2 separate regions of the Mus musculus genome follow, and region 2 is linked to region 1. The links are chromatin contacts, called in public promoter capture Hi-C maps. All regions are on one chromosome and are shown on one strand. The core of a region is the stretch at or near the end of the contact, and the rest is flanking DNA. Distances in the headings are between cores, read along the strand shown.

Evidence for each region. Capture Hi-C pulls out chosen DNA fragments and counts their contacts.
Region 2: a contact with region 1 is called in a promoter capture Hi-C map of pancreatic islet. The contact joins the promoter of Evi5 here to the promoter of Ube2d2b in region 1. A contact is called at or near these places in 2 of 39 promoter capture datasets (3T3-L1-derived adipocytes and macrophages), 1 of 15 datasets of contacts at CTCF or cohesin (CD8 T cells), 8 of 484 Hi-C or Micro-C datasets (the AML12 cell line, double positive thymocytes, granulosa cells and 3 more), 10 of 115 datasets of contacts at active chromatin or transcription factors (CD8 T cells, the SCID.adh cell line, bone marrow-derived macrophages and 5 more) and 4 of 9 other capture datasets (adipose tissue, liver, macrophages and 1 more).

Annotation. Positions count from the first base shown.
Region 1 is chr5:107,827,596-107,832,781 of GRCm38.p6, reverse strand. It overlaps Ube2d2b (ubiquitin-conjugating enzyme E2D 2B), which reads right to left and starts at 2,620. Exons shown (of 1, transcript NM_001276397.1): 1 at 1,005-2,620. The coding sequence starts at 2,297. The coding sequence ends at 1,854. The region is part of intron 2 of Evi5 (ecotropic viral integration site 5); the gene reads left to right.
Region 2 is chr5:107,866,444-107,871,629 of GRCm38.p6, reverse strand. Evi5 (ecotropic viral integration site 5) reads left to right here and starts at 2,582. Exons shown (of 20, transcript NM_001378824.1): 1 at 2,582-2,839.

The DNA of each region.
Region 1 (5,186 bases), core at 1,371-3,870:
TGGTGAGAAGGCTCTGGGCACTGCACTTCCATAGGCCTTATGCACACTTTATAGTTGTTATATGATTTAGGGTTTTTTTTTGTTTGTTTGTTTTGTTTTTGAAACAAAGTTTATGTATCCTGGACCAGCCTAGTGCTCACTATATTGACCAAGCTGGCCTTGAACTTGTGCTTTTTCTGCCTCTGCCTCCCATGTGTTACAATTACCAATGCCTGCCACAGTGTCTGGCTATGCTGTATTAGAGCTAGCTTTTCTTAATTTTTTTTTTTTTTTTTTTACTTTTTGAGGGGAGAGGTTATTGAAATAGTCTTATTACATAGTTCAAGCTGGCCTTGAACTTGTGATCTTCCTGCATGTGCATGTGTGTGTGACAGTGTAAAGTTTCATCTGCCTATATACTGAATATCAGTATGGCTGAAGAATGGCTTGGTTTTTATAATTATATTAGGAAAAGAATGCTGCTTCTGACAAATACAGTTGACATTTCAAATAATGCTTTATTAGGGTATGGATGGTGTAAGACTTGAAAAGGCTGCATACACAGCACAATTTAAAATTGTGTGGCTATCCTTTAAGAAGTGTGCGAAGTAGTTCTGTGGGCATTTTACTGTGTGATTGTGCTCTTTGTGAGTTTGGTACTCTTTACTCACTGACGTAATGCTTGTTTTTCTTTACTCACTGACGTAATGCTTCTTTTGGTTATGTATGTTCCTAGGAGCATCAGGAGGTTTTGATAAAATAAATGCAGCTTAGTTTTATTAACAAAGCAAGTTTCTTAAGTTTTATTCCTGGGAGGTTGGATATTCTTTCATGAAAATGCCTTTAAGCTTATGTTTCTATCTTATTTAATAAAATTACTCTTAAAGTATCTTTTTAGCTATAAACTGGAATTGTTTTCTAATTTGAAAATGTGACCAATCTAAAGAAAGCATGACAAGGCTGAGGGAAACCCACTAGTTTCCACTACACAAGTCACTAAAGTAAAAGAGCCTGTTCACACAAAATGTATGTAAATGGCTGGGATAATTGGTTTATTACACACATGAATCATTCTTGAATGTACAAGCTCCAGAAGAGCAATAGGGTCTTCATACACAAGTTTTTTTCATCAAATTAAACTTTTACCCTTACATCAAAATGGATTAAGCAGTTAATATAATAAAAAGAGCTATTAGTGATGAGTCAACTAAGAAACCACAAATAAACCAAAGAATATGGAGAGAAAGTGTGAAAGAAGGAAGGTTGAGTCATCGAGGTATAAAAGATTTTGGGAACAAAGCCAGTCACACTTTATGGGCCCATAGCGCCAATCTATTTTTGTTGACCAGTTAGACTTTAAAATACAAAATGTAGGTTTTGGCTTAATCTGGGTGACTTTAATGTCCATTTAAGTTCTAGGTCTTTTGGAATAAAATGAGTACAGAAACGTTCATGTTCTTCACCTAGCTTTTTATAAATTAAAAAAATTTAAATTTAAATGGCTTCCACTTAAAAGCAATCTCATTGTCTCTTATAGATTGGGGGACCTTTACCCCTTCTGAGCAGTATTGTGTACCCACCACCCTCACACCTTGTGGTTATCCAGATTTAAGTCAATAAGGAAAACTTTTAATCTCACATCCAGGTTATGCCTGGAGAACGCTCGTCTGCTAGGAGACAGTGTTGGTACAGTATTTCTGGTGCGTGCAACATGCAGCGGTACTGTATCAGGTGAAGACGGTGCACCAGGGAGGATGAGGCAGGTACAGCGTGGGCGTGGGTTCATGGGAAACAGTCCGGTGGGAATCAAAAGAACTTCTCTTTCAGAGTTCCCCTAGCTTTTATTTGTAGAGGATATCCAGTATTCTCTTTAGTCACATCGCATATTTCTGAGTCCATTCCCGAGCTGTTCTGTTGTACTTGTCTCTATCTGTTTTGTAGATCTGAGCAATCTCAGGCACTAAGGGATCATCTGGATTGGGGTCACACAACAGAGAACTGATGGACAAAAGTACTTTGGAAATAGTTAGTGCTGGAGACCACTGTGACCGAAGAATATCAAGACAAATACTGCCGTTACTGTTAACATTTGGATGATAAATTCTTGTTGTAAATTCAACCTTAGGTGGTTTGAAGGGGTACTCTGTTGGGAAATCAATTGTCAAGAAAAATGCTCCGCCCTGATAGGGACTATCATTTGGCCCCATGATTGTAGCTTGCCAGTGAAACATATCTTCCCCGACAGGACCTGCTGAACACTGTGCTGGGGGATCCTGGGCCAGGTCGTTCAGTTCCTTGTGGATTCTCTTCAGAGCCATGGTGGAAGGCTGTCTTGGTAGGCCCCAGGTGGAAGGAGGCAGGCACCGAGGGCCTGGGGCTGCCTTGCTGGTTTTGGATCAGCCGCAGAAGAGGAGGCAGGCAGTTCTGGCCTGGCCCTGGCAGAATGCGCTGAGGGCCGAGGCCCACTCAGCTTCCGGGCCAGCCACCGTGGGCACTGTATCTGTCTTCACATCGGTTGTCGCATCACCCTGTAGCCGCCTTTTTTGTGCTGCCGCAGTAGCTGACTCTTCTTCTGAGACCTTAGCCTCTGCGGATCCCTCCGCCGGACCCTCTGCCCAGGGCTCGTGCCAGTAGCGGTATCACAGACCGACGCAGCTTGCGCAGCTCGGGAGGGTGACAGTTGGTCAGGGATGATGGGATTGGCAGCGTAGTAGGCTCTTTTGTTTGTTTGTTTGTAACATGACCATCATCACGAACTCATAATAGGTTGTGCTATGATGTCTTGAGGGCAGCTGTCACTAGGTTACCAAATCTTAGCTTTGGCTCACTTTGAACAAACCTCTGACGACTGCAGTTCACTGGGAAGAGACTTGATGTGTCAAGTATTCCACAATGTTTCAAATCTCAGACAAAAGGAAGTTTTTTTTTTTTTTTTTTTTTTTGGAGACAGGGTTTCTCTGTATAGCCTGGCTGTCCTGGAGTTCACTTTGTAGACCAGGCTGGCCTCGAACTCAGAAATCCGCCTGCCTCTGCCTCCAGAGTGCTGGGATTAAAGGCGTGCGCCACCACCCGGCCCTATTTTTTAATTTTTTAAGAGAATTTTAATTTTTGTAATTAGAACTTCTGAGATGAGCATTCTAAAATTTTCTAGAATATACAAGACACTTGAGAAAGCAGCTATATATCTCTTCTTTTTACAAAGGTTGCTGAAAATAACCTTTCACTAAGTAATTCATATTTTTAAACACATTTTGGAAAGCTTACAGAAATAAAAGGGAGCTCTCCATATTCATTTCTAGTCCTAATTTTACACTCTCTTTTTTACTTTAGGAAACAAGTAAAAAAGGAAAAACAAAGCAGAACAAATAATAGCAAAACTAAAAAGCACAAGAAACACAAATATAAAAATAAACCCCATACTAACACAAAATTGAATCACATAATACACAAGCAAATGACCAATAACATTAAAATAAAAAAGGCCCAAACAAAGCAGTAAGAGATCCCCCCTAAAAAAAACCCAAAAAACCTACAACACTGTAAAACCACAATTGTTAGTTTTGTATTGACCATCTGCTGGGCGGCCTGGGCCCTACCCTCAAGTGTGGTTTATATACCCAGTTAGGTTCCAGTAGAGATGGCTTCTAGGTTAGGGGTAGACCTCCTGTCCCCTCACCCCTCTCAGGAGTGGGAGCCCATCTGACCAGGACTGGTAAGGGCTCTGTGTTTAATGCCACAGTGTCTGAGTTTTTATGTGCATCAGTCCTGCTGTGTCTAAAAGGCCTTGTTTCCCTGGTGTCGTCCATCCCCTGTGGCTCTTACAGTCTTTCTGCTGCCACCTCTGCACAGCTCTCTGATTTCTGAGTGGAGGGGTTTAAGTAAGACATCCCACTTAGGACTGAGTGTTCCATTACCTCTCAGTCTCGGCACATTATCCGGCTGTAGGTCTTTGTGTTAGTTCCCATCTGCTGTAAGGGGAAGCCTCTCTAATAATGGCTGAGACACTGATCTGTGTGTATAGCAGAATGTTGTTAGGAGTCTTTTTTGTTGCTATGTTACTTTAGCAGGACAATAGTGTTTGGTTTTCTCCTAGGCCCATGGCCTATCTAATCTCAGGTTCTTGGCTACCTGAGCAGTGTCAAGCATGGGTTCCATCATGTGGAGTGGGTCTTCAATCCAATCCTAAAGTGGCTGGTTACCCACAGTATTGGTACTACTATTATACTAGCATTCTATGCAGGCAGGTCACTATTTGTGAGAATACATCAACTAGATGTAACTCATTCATCTTATGATTCAAATTATGGAAGTTTGATTTGATGGTGTAAGTTGTCTAGTTGGGGCTCACCATTTAGATTTCTTTTGCATATGTATATATTTTAAGTAGCTCCTACAGGAATAGGTTTCCATATGACCTTGCAAATGGCCCTTGGTGTTAGGTGTCCCTTTTCAGTATTCCCTCCCTGGTTCCACTCATCTCTTTCCTTTTTAATCCTTTTGTTCCAGTTCCCCCAGCCCCAGTCCCCACTGTCTCTGGTTTTGTGCAGGGCACTAGATATAGAATGTTTGCTTTCTTCTATATTATATACAGCCATCTGGTTTGACCAGCACCATTTGTTGGAGATGCTGTCTTTTCTTCTGTATGCAAGAATTGGGTATCCATAGGTGTGTGGACTTATATTTGGGTCTTCAACTTGATTCCATTGTTCATTGTGTATGTTTTTATCACTATTAGTATATTACAACTAGAACTCTGGAATGGTGATACCTTCACCAGTCCTTTTTTTATTCAGGATCTCTCTCTCTCTCTCTCTCTCTCTCTCTCTCTCTGTTTCCCTGTGAAGGTCAAAATTTTTTTTTCAATTTCTGTAAAGAATTATGTTGCAATTTCGATGGGGATTGCATTGAATCTGTAGATTTGCATTTGGTAGGATGGCCATCTTCACTATATTAATCCTACCGATGAATGAATGTTGGCGATCTCACCATCGCTTGATCACTTGATAATCTTTTCAATTTCTTTCTTTAATGTTTTAAAGTTTTTATTTTACAAGGCTTCACTTGCTTGGTTAGAGTTACTGCATGGTAATTTGTTTACGTATTAATTTTTTGAGGCTGTTTTAAAAGGTACTGTTTTCTTGATTTCTTGCTCAGTCTGTTATTTGTATACGGAAAAGCTTCTGAGTTTTGTGTGTTGATTTTGTATC
Region 2 (5,186 bases), core at 1,333-3,832, 39 kb before region 1:
ATGGTGTCAGAGTAGAATTCACACAGTGGAATATCACTTACGCCAGTGCCCAAGCACTTGTGAGCGCTAGAATTAGCAATTAAAGTGGGGCATTAAAGTGTAAGCTCTTTTACCAAATAAACTGACACTCTTGGGGCAAGGGAGAGAAAGGCATTAGTCAGGGATAATGCTGGAGGGCCAGAGCTAATGGCCTCCTCAGGACTATTCTATTATTTTGAGAGCATGTATTTCAAAATAATTCCACTGTCACATGCTGAGCACCACAAACTGTTTCTCAGCCCTGCCAAGACTGTTTCCACCACATTCAGTTTTGCCTCCTTTGGAATTCCACATATATAGAATCATATACTGTATACCCTGGTATCATTTATTTCCAAATTGATAGTTCATTCACACACTTTCAAGTGAAAAGAATACTACTTTAAGCCTTTGAATATACATAAAAAGATCATCTTTCCCATCTCTGGAAATGCTTCACTCTTAGTTTCCCTACCTTGCACGTTTGGAACAACCAGTGTTCATCGTTCCGTGAGCGTCCGTGGCTATCTTTCTCTCAGTCCTTCTTCCAGTGTTCTTCGTTCCTTGAGCACCCGTGGCTTTCTTTCTGTCCTTCTTTCACTGTTCATAGCTTAATGAGCATCTGTGGCTATCTTTCTCTCTATCCTTCTTAACGGGGAGGTTTGAGCACTCTGCAATTAGACATTTCCCAAAGAATCTTCAGACACTAAAGTAATTTGAAATCTATTTTTATTATAATAATAACCAGCGCTCTTCTTAGGTTCTGACTCTAAATGTCAAAGTGTGACATTTACCTGTGATGTCAGTAACCTTTGTGCCATTCGTCATCGTTTGAATCAGGCACCTATGATTCTCGAATTCCTCAAACCTCAAACGACAAAGCTCCCGGCCTTATGGGGCCAGATGTTAGTGAGAGATTAAAAAATTCCCAAGAGTCCTATAATTACAGTGTCCTGGAAAGGGATTGACAGGACTAACATAGGCGGGTTTTCAAGAGGCATTTCTCAGACCCAGAGACTAAGGCCCAGGTAAGAAGGTGAGGCCAGGAAAACTTCCCAGGTATTAGAAGTTTGCAAAAACTCTTGTGAGGGAGGAAAGGGTCATTGTGGCTGGAGAAAGGAGAGGATGAACATGGTCTGAGCAGAGAGGGGAGCTGGAGAGGTAGGCAAGGTGCCTGGCCCTGGAGGGCTTGGTTAGGGTAATTTTTTTTTCCCCAAAAGAATGGGATACTGAACAGCAACAAGGTCACATGGTACAGTATTTGAACAAAAATTCTTCTTGTGGTTTGAGATTTGGAGAAGGGTAGGAGGGGATGTGGATAAAATAGGCTAGGTCAGTGTCCTTACACTATCTGCAGGTCAGGGTAATTTTAACTAAGGTGGTTGCTGATGAAGGAGATGAGAGAGATTCAAGGAAACTTTAGCAGATAAAAGCAAAGAATTTGCAGATAAATTGGAAAGGTACATTATACTTTTTTTTCTTTTGCTATGGGGTAGATACATTAAATTATGATGAAGTTTTTTGTTTGTTTTTTGAGTCAGGGTGGTGTTGCCTTGGCTCTCCTGAAACTCTGTAGACCAGGTTGGCCCTGAACTCTGAGATCTGCTTGCTTCTGTCACTCAAGTGCAGGGATCAAAGGCATGCGCCAAGACTGCCTGGTACAATGAAGTTGTTACATTGCCATTAATAACCCGACCTAAGTTATGCAAAAAAAAAAAAAATTGCCTCAGACTATTTTGAAAATTTCAAAGCTGGGTGGAGGACATGGTTTTACTTCCCATTTCTTATCCTAATCTTGTTGAAAAATAGTCTTTTCTAGAAGTGCTTGTGATAGTGGAACTTTTTCTGGACAGGTCTTACAAATCTAAATGTAAAAGCCAGTGGTATCATATTAGTAAACAATTTTAGAGCTTTTCTGACTGCTTGATGGTAATTACTATCCTTTTGGTCACTTTCAAGTATATAACAAAAATGATTTATATTGCCTTTATTATTTTTTTTTTTTGTTGCCTGCAATTCCTTTGACAGGACCCAAATGAATAGGCTGTTTTTGTCCCAAACTAAGTAATTTCCTTCTAAGAATTTCTTGGTTGGTGTTGGATAATTGCCCACCCTCTGCCGGACTCCGAAAAAACCCACGGTTTATTCTAGAGGATTAGTGGAAGACCTGTTTTACCACCGCGAGTGCCATTTGATTAATATTATGTTTTTGGGAGTGAGACTCCGGGCAGCCCTCGCAAAGCTGCGCGTCGCTGTGCGCGCCCCAGGCCTGCGCGGATGCTCGCCCGGGGGGCTCCGAGGGGGCGTGTCTTGTGCTTCCCTGACTGGCCAGGGGCGGCTCGAGAGACTGGGAAGTCAGCAGTTTGCATGGCCGAGGGCTGGGCGCTTGGGAAGAGGGGCGGAGGACCGAGAGGGATCTCCCCGCCTCCGTTCCTCTCGGTCCAATCCCTTCGGCTTCTGCTTCGGCTTCGCCAGCGCGGCCGGGGCCCTAACCTGCTCGAACCCATTATGCCGTAGAGGCCGGCCGGGGCTCTTTAAGGCCCTCGCCGCGCCTGCGCCCTGGGCTTTCGTGAAGCGGCCCGACCAGAGCCGGGCGGAGCTGGCGGGCGTGGGGCTGCGCGGGGTTCTCCCGAGTCGTCGGCGGTACGGTGGAGGGTCGCGGGCAGCTCCGGGTTCCTGAGCAGGAGGCGTGCGCCGGGTCACGCGGGGAACGCGGCCGCGGAGGCCGAGCCGGGCCGAGGCGCTTGGAGGCGGCGGCGGCACGGCCGCCGGCTGCATGGGAAGTTCATGTTGACGGCGGAGTCCACCCCAGGTTTCCAAGGTGAGGGGCGCCGCGCCAGGCCGGGCTGCGGCGAGGGAGGGCGCGGGCGCCGCCGAGGGCCGCGCCGCCCACCCGGGCCGCCGCCGAGTTTGCGGCGCGAGCCCGCCGGGGCCTGCGTTCCCCGCTCTCGCCTGGCCCGGGCGGCCTCGGGGCCCGTCCTCGAGGACACGGCGGTCCGCCGCGCCCTGCTCGGAAAGTTGGCGTCTCCATTCGGCCTGCGGCGGCTGCCGGCAGGTGATGGGCGAGCCAGGTGTGCAGAGCGACGGCGCACGGAGCTCCTGTGCACCCGGTTGCCCATCGCCTAACGGGGCTAGCCTGAGATTAACCGCGGGTTTCCGGTGGGTTGGCTTGCGGTGGTGGCGCCTGCGCTGGTGACTCCGACCTTAGGTCTTTTCACCAAAGAGCGAAGCAAAAGTTCTGGACCGGTTCCCTCGCAGTCCCGTTTCTGCTGGAGGGGATTTTGAAGAGCAACAAGCGGTTTTCTTTGGAGAATAATAAACCTTTCTCCGCCGAGAGAATGAATTCCAGAGCTTCCTGAAGTTAGAGAAACATGGTCTGTTGGTAGTTTTTAATCTTTGCGCGGTGTTTTTTTTTTTTTTTTTTTTTTTGGTGTGTGTGTTTTAAATTTTATTAGTAATAATTTCTCAGTGTTCCAGAACTTTGCTTCCTGTAAGATAGAAAATGCTCACCTTCTATGAGAAGTTTGTGTCAAGGAAATCTTAGAAAATTTATTCAAGCCTATCTGGAGTAGAAAGATCACAATTTTAAGTTTTCAGGTAATGATTTTTAAGTGAACCAACACAAACCAACAAATTACTAGGTTGGGATATATACCTCGGAGGAGTGGAATTGCTGTTTTTTTTTTGTTTGGTTTTCTTTCTGGGTCAGAGTTTTGCTATGTAGCCCAGGCTGTCCCCGTACTCCTGCCGTCGACCTCCTTGCAGTATATTGCCACTATTTCTGGTTGATTATTTTTTAAAAATTTCTGGCATTAGGTTCTGTTGGGCCTTCTCAAGACGGTTGAGAACTCTAGTTATTCCATACTTACGATGCTTACCATCTTCAAAAAATGCTGCGATTTGGATGGTGGTACTTTATCAGTGTGTGACTTTATTTTGCCTGGTGAATGAGTTTAAAAATATTAGTCATTTTTGTATTAATCTTTTGTGAAATGCCTCTTTTACGAATTATGCTTAGGTTTTTGTTATTTTACTTTTCTTTTTTTTTGTTTGGTTTTTCGAGACAGGGTTTCTCTGTGTAGCCCTGGCTGTCCTGGAACTCACTCTGTAGACCAGGCTGGCCTCGAACTCAGAAATCCGCCTGCCTCTGTCTCCCAAGTGCTGGGATTAAAGGCGTACGCCTGGCTATTTTACTTTTCTATTGTTTTTTTAGTTCTGTCTTTTGTTTTGTTGGGGACAGAACCTACATCCTTGCATGAGCAACTGTGTTAACTTTCCAAGGTTTCTTTTATCAGTGGTCTGACAGTATCTGCAAAATTCCAGAAATAAACAACTTAGAAGTCTTAAATTTTTCTTTAAATTGAACTTATTTAGGTACTCTCGGGCAGGCCCCTTTCTGAGGACTTGATACAGATTAGCTCACTTAGTTTTAAGTTACATGCCTTTTGGAGTAGCTGAACATTAAGTGGGCTGCTAATTACTCCTTTGTCCAGCATATCTAGTTAGTTACTCAGTAACCATTGGGGGGTTGTCAGATGGACTGCTTTGCCATCTCCAGCTTGTGCTCAAGGGTCCCTTATTTTACTAATAATGGCCCTAAGTGCAAGAGTGCTTCCTTTTGTATGTGCCAAAAGTGGGGCTGTAAAAAAAAAAATGCTCCTTTGAAGTGAAAGTGACTATTGTTGACTTAATAATAATAAAGAAGTTGTGTGGTGTAGATGTTGCTAAGAACAATCTTCAGTCTGTAAAATCATGAGGAAGGATAAAGGAGGAGTTGTGATAGTTTTGTGATAGCATTTCAGCATCACAGCACAACCACACTGATGAATTTCAGAGGAAGGTGCTCTGGGAGCTTCTGGGGAGCACTAGATGTCTTGGGATGTATCTCCTGTGGACAAGGGGACCTGTTACACACAGCTGGCTGCCAGTGTTCTGAAAGCTGGGCAGAGGAAGTGGGCAGTGGGTGGCTGCTGTTGGCTAAAAACACTTCTGCTTAATCCCTTGGCTTTCAGCCTTGAACTTCACTCTGCTTGGTCTGGAGTTACTCCACGTTAGTGTTTCCAGGAATAAGTCATGAGAGGGTAGGAATGGAGTCCTAGAAAGCCTAGCTGTACCCTTATACAGGCTGACCCTCTTAGCCTCTTCAACACTGACCTTGGGTAATTCAG